Regions from separate parts of the Felis catus genome. Here region 2 is linked to region 1. Evidence: chromatin contacts called from public Hi-C data. All regions are on one chromosome and are shown on one strand. Each heading gives the region's core, a stretch centred on a gene start, on an enhancer-like site or on the middle of the called end of the contact. The rest is flanking DNA. Distances are from core to core; before and after follow the strand shown.

Region 1 (2,700 bases), core at 193-2,692:
CCCCATTAAAACAGTTCTGGTTACTTTATTCCTAATGAGAACAGTCGCTACCTAAGCCTGGGCTGTATAAAGTGCAAAAATGGAATATAGCTTAAAAAAGTAACCTGGAGGGGCGCCTGAGTGGCTCAGTTGGTTGAGCATTCGACTTAGGCTCAGGCCATGATCTCATGATTCATGGGTTCGGGCCCCAAGTCGGGCTCTGTGCTGACAGCTCACAGCCTGGAGTCTGCTTTGGATTCTGTGTCTCCCTCCTCTCTCTACCCCTCCCCTGCTTGTGCTCTGTCTCTCTCTCTCTCTCTCTCTCTCTCTCTCTCTCTCTCTCTCTCTCTCTCTCAAAAATAAATAAATAAATGTTAAAAAAAAAAAAAAAAGTATCCTGGACCTGTTACCAGACTGTTAGCTGCACAATCCTTATTGATCAGTCAATCTTCCAAGAATGCCTGCTGGGCCCCACCTCACTCTGGTAGGAGCACAGCTGCGTGTGGGGTCCACCTTACTCCTTCAACCTCATTAGGACTCACAAAGTGACCAAACTGAACAGGGCAGTTAAACCAGAAAGACCTAGGTCTCGTTGGGTGCCATTTCCTTTTTCACTTCAGCTAAAATGACCTTGAATTTCATCTCTAAGGACTAAAAGAATTTCACAGTGACTATCTGGTTGACCCTGGTGCACACAGCCAGCAGCTGACAAGAAGGGCTCACTACAGGCCCTGTCGAGGACTCAACTGTGGTCTGAATCTACCACCACACAGCCCACAGCTCTCGACTCAGCAAACAAGACCAAACCAAGACCAAATCTCCTCAAATGTGGCATCATGAAGACGGTTTTATGTCAAACACTTGGCTATAAAGACAAATGAGGAGTTGGGACAACCTGAGGGTAAGAGGATGAAAAGGCCTGACTCACTTCAAGTAGGGAACAATAGCAAGAGCAGAGAAATTTACAAGACCATGGTCAGTTTCACTTCTGCTGCCCTAGAATTTCAGAACAGCTGTGAAACTGTGTGTGGAGATAACTTTTGCTAGGCTGCTGGCTGTGGCAGGAGTGCAGGCATACAGAGAAGCTAAAAGTAGCAGGAGCACAGATATGACCCTATCCTGCCTGGGCCTTTGTGCTTCCTCCCCCCATCCTGCTCCTGGGGGCTGGGCCTCAGCAACAGCAGTCCCAGAAGAAAGATCTAAATGTCCCAGCAGTAGTTATTTAAAAAACAAAACTTTCTTAAATCTTAAGATAAAAAAGAATCATTAAAAAAAAAAAAAAAAAAAAAAAAATCAGTTAAGAGCCTACCCTGTTTTCTAACAGCAGGGGGAGCTATAGATTTAACAAATAATCTCTAAGAAAAAAACAGCACAGGCTCCTTCCCCAACCTACCAGAGCATTCCAAGGCACTATCCAGGCTATCCCAGCTCTGATCTGGGGTAGTCTTGAGCAATTTAGTGGGTAAGCAGACAGCTCCTGCACCTGCTTTCGTTGGGTAAAGCTGGTTCAACTTCAAAACCAGTCTCCAAAAGCCCTGACATGTAGAAATCTGGTACTGGGGTGTGATGGACCACTCTCAGAGGGCGTATTACAGGGATGAGACAATAAGTACAAAGAACCAAAGTGAAAACTCACAGTGTCTGCCCCATCCCACCCCCAGCTTCCTCTCTTATTTCTCTCCATAGCACTCATCACCGAGTGACATTCTTTACAGTAACAGCACACATCTTTCTAACTTGTTTATTGTCAGCCTCCCACCATTAGGACAAGTTCCATCAGGGCATGTCTATTTCCTTTGTTTCTGACAGTATCCCCAGTGTCTAGATTGCCTAGCATGTAATTGATTCGATAAGTTAATGAATATTCTTGTAAGAAACGGAAACAAAGCATACAGTAGTGACAGGAAAGCTAGACGGGTCTGTGGTGGAACTCTAAGCTTTCACTTGAACAGCCAGAATTTTGGTTCTCATCTGGGTTCAAAACATAGAAGTCCTGGATAGAAAATCAAGGCGTCTGTGGTCTTTTCCTGTTCTACCAATCACTACCGGTGTGACACAGGGGACTCCTTCCCAGTTTTCCTTTTCTTCTTCTGGAGAGTGAGAATCTGCCTACCTCTCGGAACCCTTGTAAGAATCAAATAAAAGTGGGTGCTCTGAAGCCAGTGGTGCACACACACATTAACGTGAGGTGCTGCTGTCACCAAACCCAGTGATGTAGCTGAATCATGGGTTCAATTCCTACACACACCTGCTAGTTTTGGTATCACAGCCACAGATGATCTACCTAGAACCCTGGCTAGCCTGCTGCCTCAACAACTTACACTGGCCATCCGAAAGGGTAAGGCACAAATCCAATTTCTGGAAAAGTAACTCACAAAAGCACAGAATTTCTAGATGGAAGGGGAGTGCATCAACGAATAGGGATAAGAAGCAGGAGAACTGGTTGTCATATACAGGACTTCCTGTTTGGTTAGGGAATCTTCACGTAATAGCAAAGGAGAGATGAATATTTATAGAGTGCCTACTTATGTGGCAGGCACTGTTCTAGATATTTTAAACATGTTATCTACTTTTATATTCCTAATGATTCATCCATGTGGTAGGTAACAATCCAATTTACAGATAAGGACAGGCTCCAGAGGGTAGGAAAGGCCAGCAAGTGACAAAGTGAGGTTATAGCTTCACTCTATCTCACCCTCAGGTCAGACTTCTTGCCATTCC
Region 2 (2,700 bases), core at 108-2,607, 190 kb after region 1:
TGGGAATCCTGGGGCTGCACATGGATCCTGAGGGTCTGCACAGATCCCGGGGAAAGCGTGCGACAGAGGGTCCCTGCAGTCAAAACACACCCGGGGTGCAGCAGGTGCCGGACCCCCGGACCCCCGACCCGCGCTGCCCGGCCAGGCGGTTCACAGGTGCACGGCCCCGCCCCGCCCGCCTTGGCTAGACGACCCCGGCCCGGAGGGGAGAGGCGAGGGGACCAGCGGCGGGTTGGGGGCCGGGCTGCGAGGCCCGCCCAGGCCAACCCCGAGGACGCGCGGCGGGGTCGCCAGGAGAAAGGATGCTCGGGGCGGGGCTGGTGGGGGAGGGGTCCCCTGCCCGGACTCTCACTCACCGCCTCGCGCTCCTCCCAGCCCGGGCTCGGCGGCGGTCCCCCTCCGGCTCCCACCGCGCTCTTCCCCTCCCGAGGCTCAACGTCTAGCCAGGGCGCACGGAGCTGGGGAGAAGTCTGCGCGAGCGGAGGGCTGTGGCGAGCGGAGCCGAAGGGGTGAGGAGGATGGAACGGTCGCTCTCGCAGCCGCCTCGGACACCACAGACACGGCCGCCGCCGGCTCTTCTCAGCCACGGAAGCTGCGGGCCCTCCCACCACACCCGCCTCCCGCCTCCCACACTGCCTGCTGGAAAAGTGACAGCTGTGCTGGCCAATCAGAGGCCTTGTGGAGGCTGGGACCAGGGGACTAAAGGGAGGGCGGGAAGGGAGGGGTATGAAGGAGGTGAGGACGGCGGCGGGACTTCCTGTGACTGACGGCCAGACGTAGCCAATGGGAAACGAGAAGATGACCTCATCGCCAAGGGAAGTCTGGAACTGGCCGAGCTGCGGCGAGGAGGTGGGAGGAGGTCGGCGACGAGCCGGAGGCGGGGCGCTGGGGCCTTAAAGAGGCCGAAGCCCATTGGCCACTCTGTCAAGAGAAGGGCGGCGGATCGGCTGGACCTCGCCAAGTTGCCAAGGGGTCAATGCCGTGAGCTCTTAGCTGCATTAATCCTCCTGACCCGTCTCGATCCTTCTAGGGGGCTAAAGGGTCCGCCGGGGGCTCGTAAATCGATTACTTCACTTTCACGCTTCCCAAAAGGAGGCACAATAAATTCCACACTGGCCCGGAGCCCTGAATTCCCGTTACAGCCCCCGCGCCACCGAGGCCCGTCCCCTCGTTTCTCTGAGTCAGTTTCCCTTAGGGGAAAAGGGAGGCTACCGACATCTACCTACCCTTCCCTACGTACCTAGAATATTGAGATCATCAACAGCAGAAGTGCTTTGGGCCTCGAGAAGAAAAGGGGCTGAAGGAACCCAAAATCTTCGCTCAGGAGACTCCAGAAAGAGCATCTGTAGAAGGGAGGGTGATATTAGGTGACTCCCAAAGGCTCTTGCAATTGTAAAATTCTAAAATGCTGGTATCCTACTCTTTCTGGCATCCACTCATATAGCAAAGGGGTGTGTGTGTGTGTGTGTGTGTGTGTGTGTGTGTGTGTGTGTGTGTGTCTGCGCGGATCTCCTGCATTAGGCGCATTAGGCGCAGAGACCACACATGGACCTGGTCTATGACTTCCACAAGGAGAAAGAAGACTTAAAGGGGACAAAAGTAAAGCGAGGTCTGCTGTGGGAAGTACCTTGGTGCAGGCAGGCCATTTGCTCCCCCTCGCCCCGCAATGGGAGGGAGTCCAGAAAAGGAGAAGTAACTCCCATCTTGGCGGATGGAAAAGAGGGGGAAGTGCTTTCCCCCGAAAGCCTCCTGGGGATGGTGTGGCTCAGCAGGGCTGAAGAGAGAAGTAACAGTCGCCAGAGACAGAAAGGAGCTGGGACATTCTTCCAGCTTTGGGGAGGAGCAGTGCCAAGGCACAGAGACTGAGAGGGGACAACTCACTTTACATTCCAGAGTAAATTCTAACTATGATTCCCTGATCTCCCCCAGAGGTCTCCCATGACTGCCTATTGGTGTAACTGTCAGAGGAAGGGCAGAAGAGAATCCCCTCTCTTCTCTCCTCCAATAGCTGCAAAAGCCAAAGTGGCCCTGGGTATTCCCAATTACTCATCTATAAGTCAGCTTCAAGTTTAGTGCCATGTGCTGATCACAGAATCTTGAAGTTGAGCAGGATCCTTGTGGCCCCTTAGTCACACACCTTCCCCCAAGACAAGAAACCTTTCTGCAAAATTATTTTTTCAACAAATATTTCTCGAGTAAGACACTGATACTCACAGTAAGATTAATAATTACGGCCTGGGAGCACTTTCACCAAACTGGAGGGAGTTAAGTCATGTGATGAGGAGATTACAATGCCAGGCAGCATATCGCAGGTGTCATGATTAACAAGAGGACACAAAGGTGAACCTCAGAGGAAAAGTACTCTGGTTCGAAATTGTTGGGGTGCGGCAGATTTCCCTAAGACAAGGTGGGGGTGGGGCATTCCAGATAATGTCTATCTAGACACAGCCTTTATGAAAAAGCCTTTATGAAAAGGTGAGAAGGAAGCACAAGCGTATTTTATTAGTCATGGTAAGAGTGATATGCCTATTCCCAGCTGCCCAGGCATGGCAAGCTTACCACCTCTCAGATATGCCTGCTCTTTTTCTGGACAACTTAAATTGTAATTATTTTGTATCTGTGTGCATATAAAGTAACCAAATATATCTTATGGATAATTTACATCCCTCTAATCTCTGAGCCTGGGCTCTAATGTCATCT

The links. A called contact is a pair of places that touch in the nucleus more often than the background predicts.
Region 2: a contact with region 1 is called in a Hi-C map of skin fibroblasts, with 3 times the contacts expected there. The contact joins the promoter of MRTFA here to the enhancer-like site in region 1. A contact is called at or near these places in 2 of 3 Hi-C or Micro-C datasets (fibroblasts and skin fibroblasts).

The regions. Positions count from the first base shown.
Region 1 is chrB4:133,696,544-133,699,243 of F.catus_Fca126_mat1.0, forward strand. The region is part of intron 4 of MRTFA (myocardin-related transcription factor A); the gene reads right to left. All of the region lies in intron 2 of LOC109501809 (a long non-coding RNA gene), which reads left to right. Among named protein-coding and RNA genes, the nearest start is that of SGSM3, 72 kb to the left of the region's middle. Within about 2 kb of position 1,443, at least 6 of the 10 cell types and tissues checked have an H3K27ac peak or open chromatin away from gene starts, as enhancers often do.
Region 2 is chrB4:133,890,236-133,892,935 of F.catus_Fca126_mat1.0, forward strand. It overlaps MRTFA (myocardin-related transcription factor A), which reads right to left and starts at 1,358. Exons shown (of 15, transcript XM_045062419.1): 1 at 1,241-1,358. The coding sequence starts at 1,343.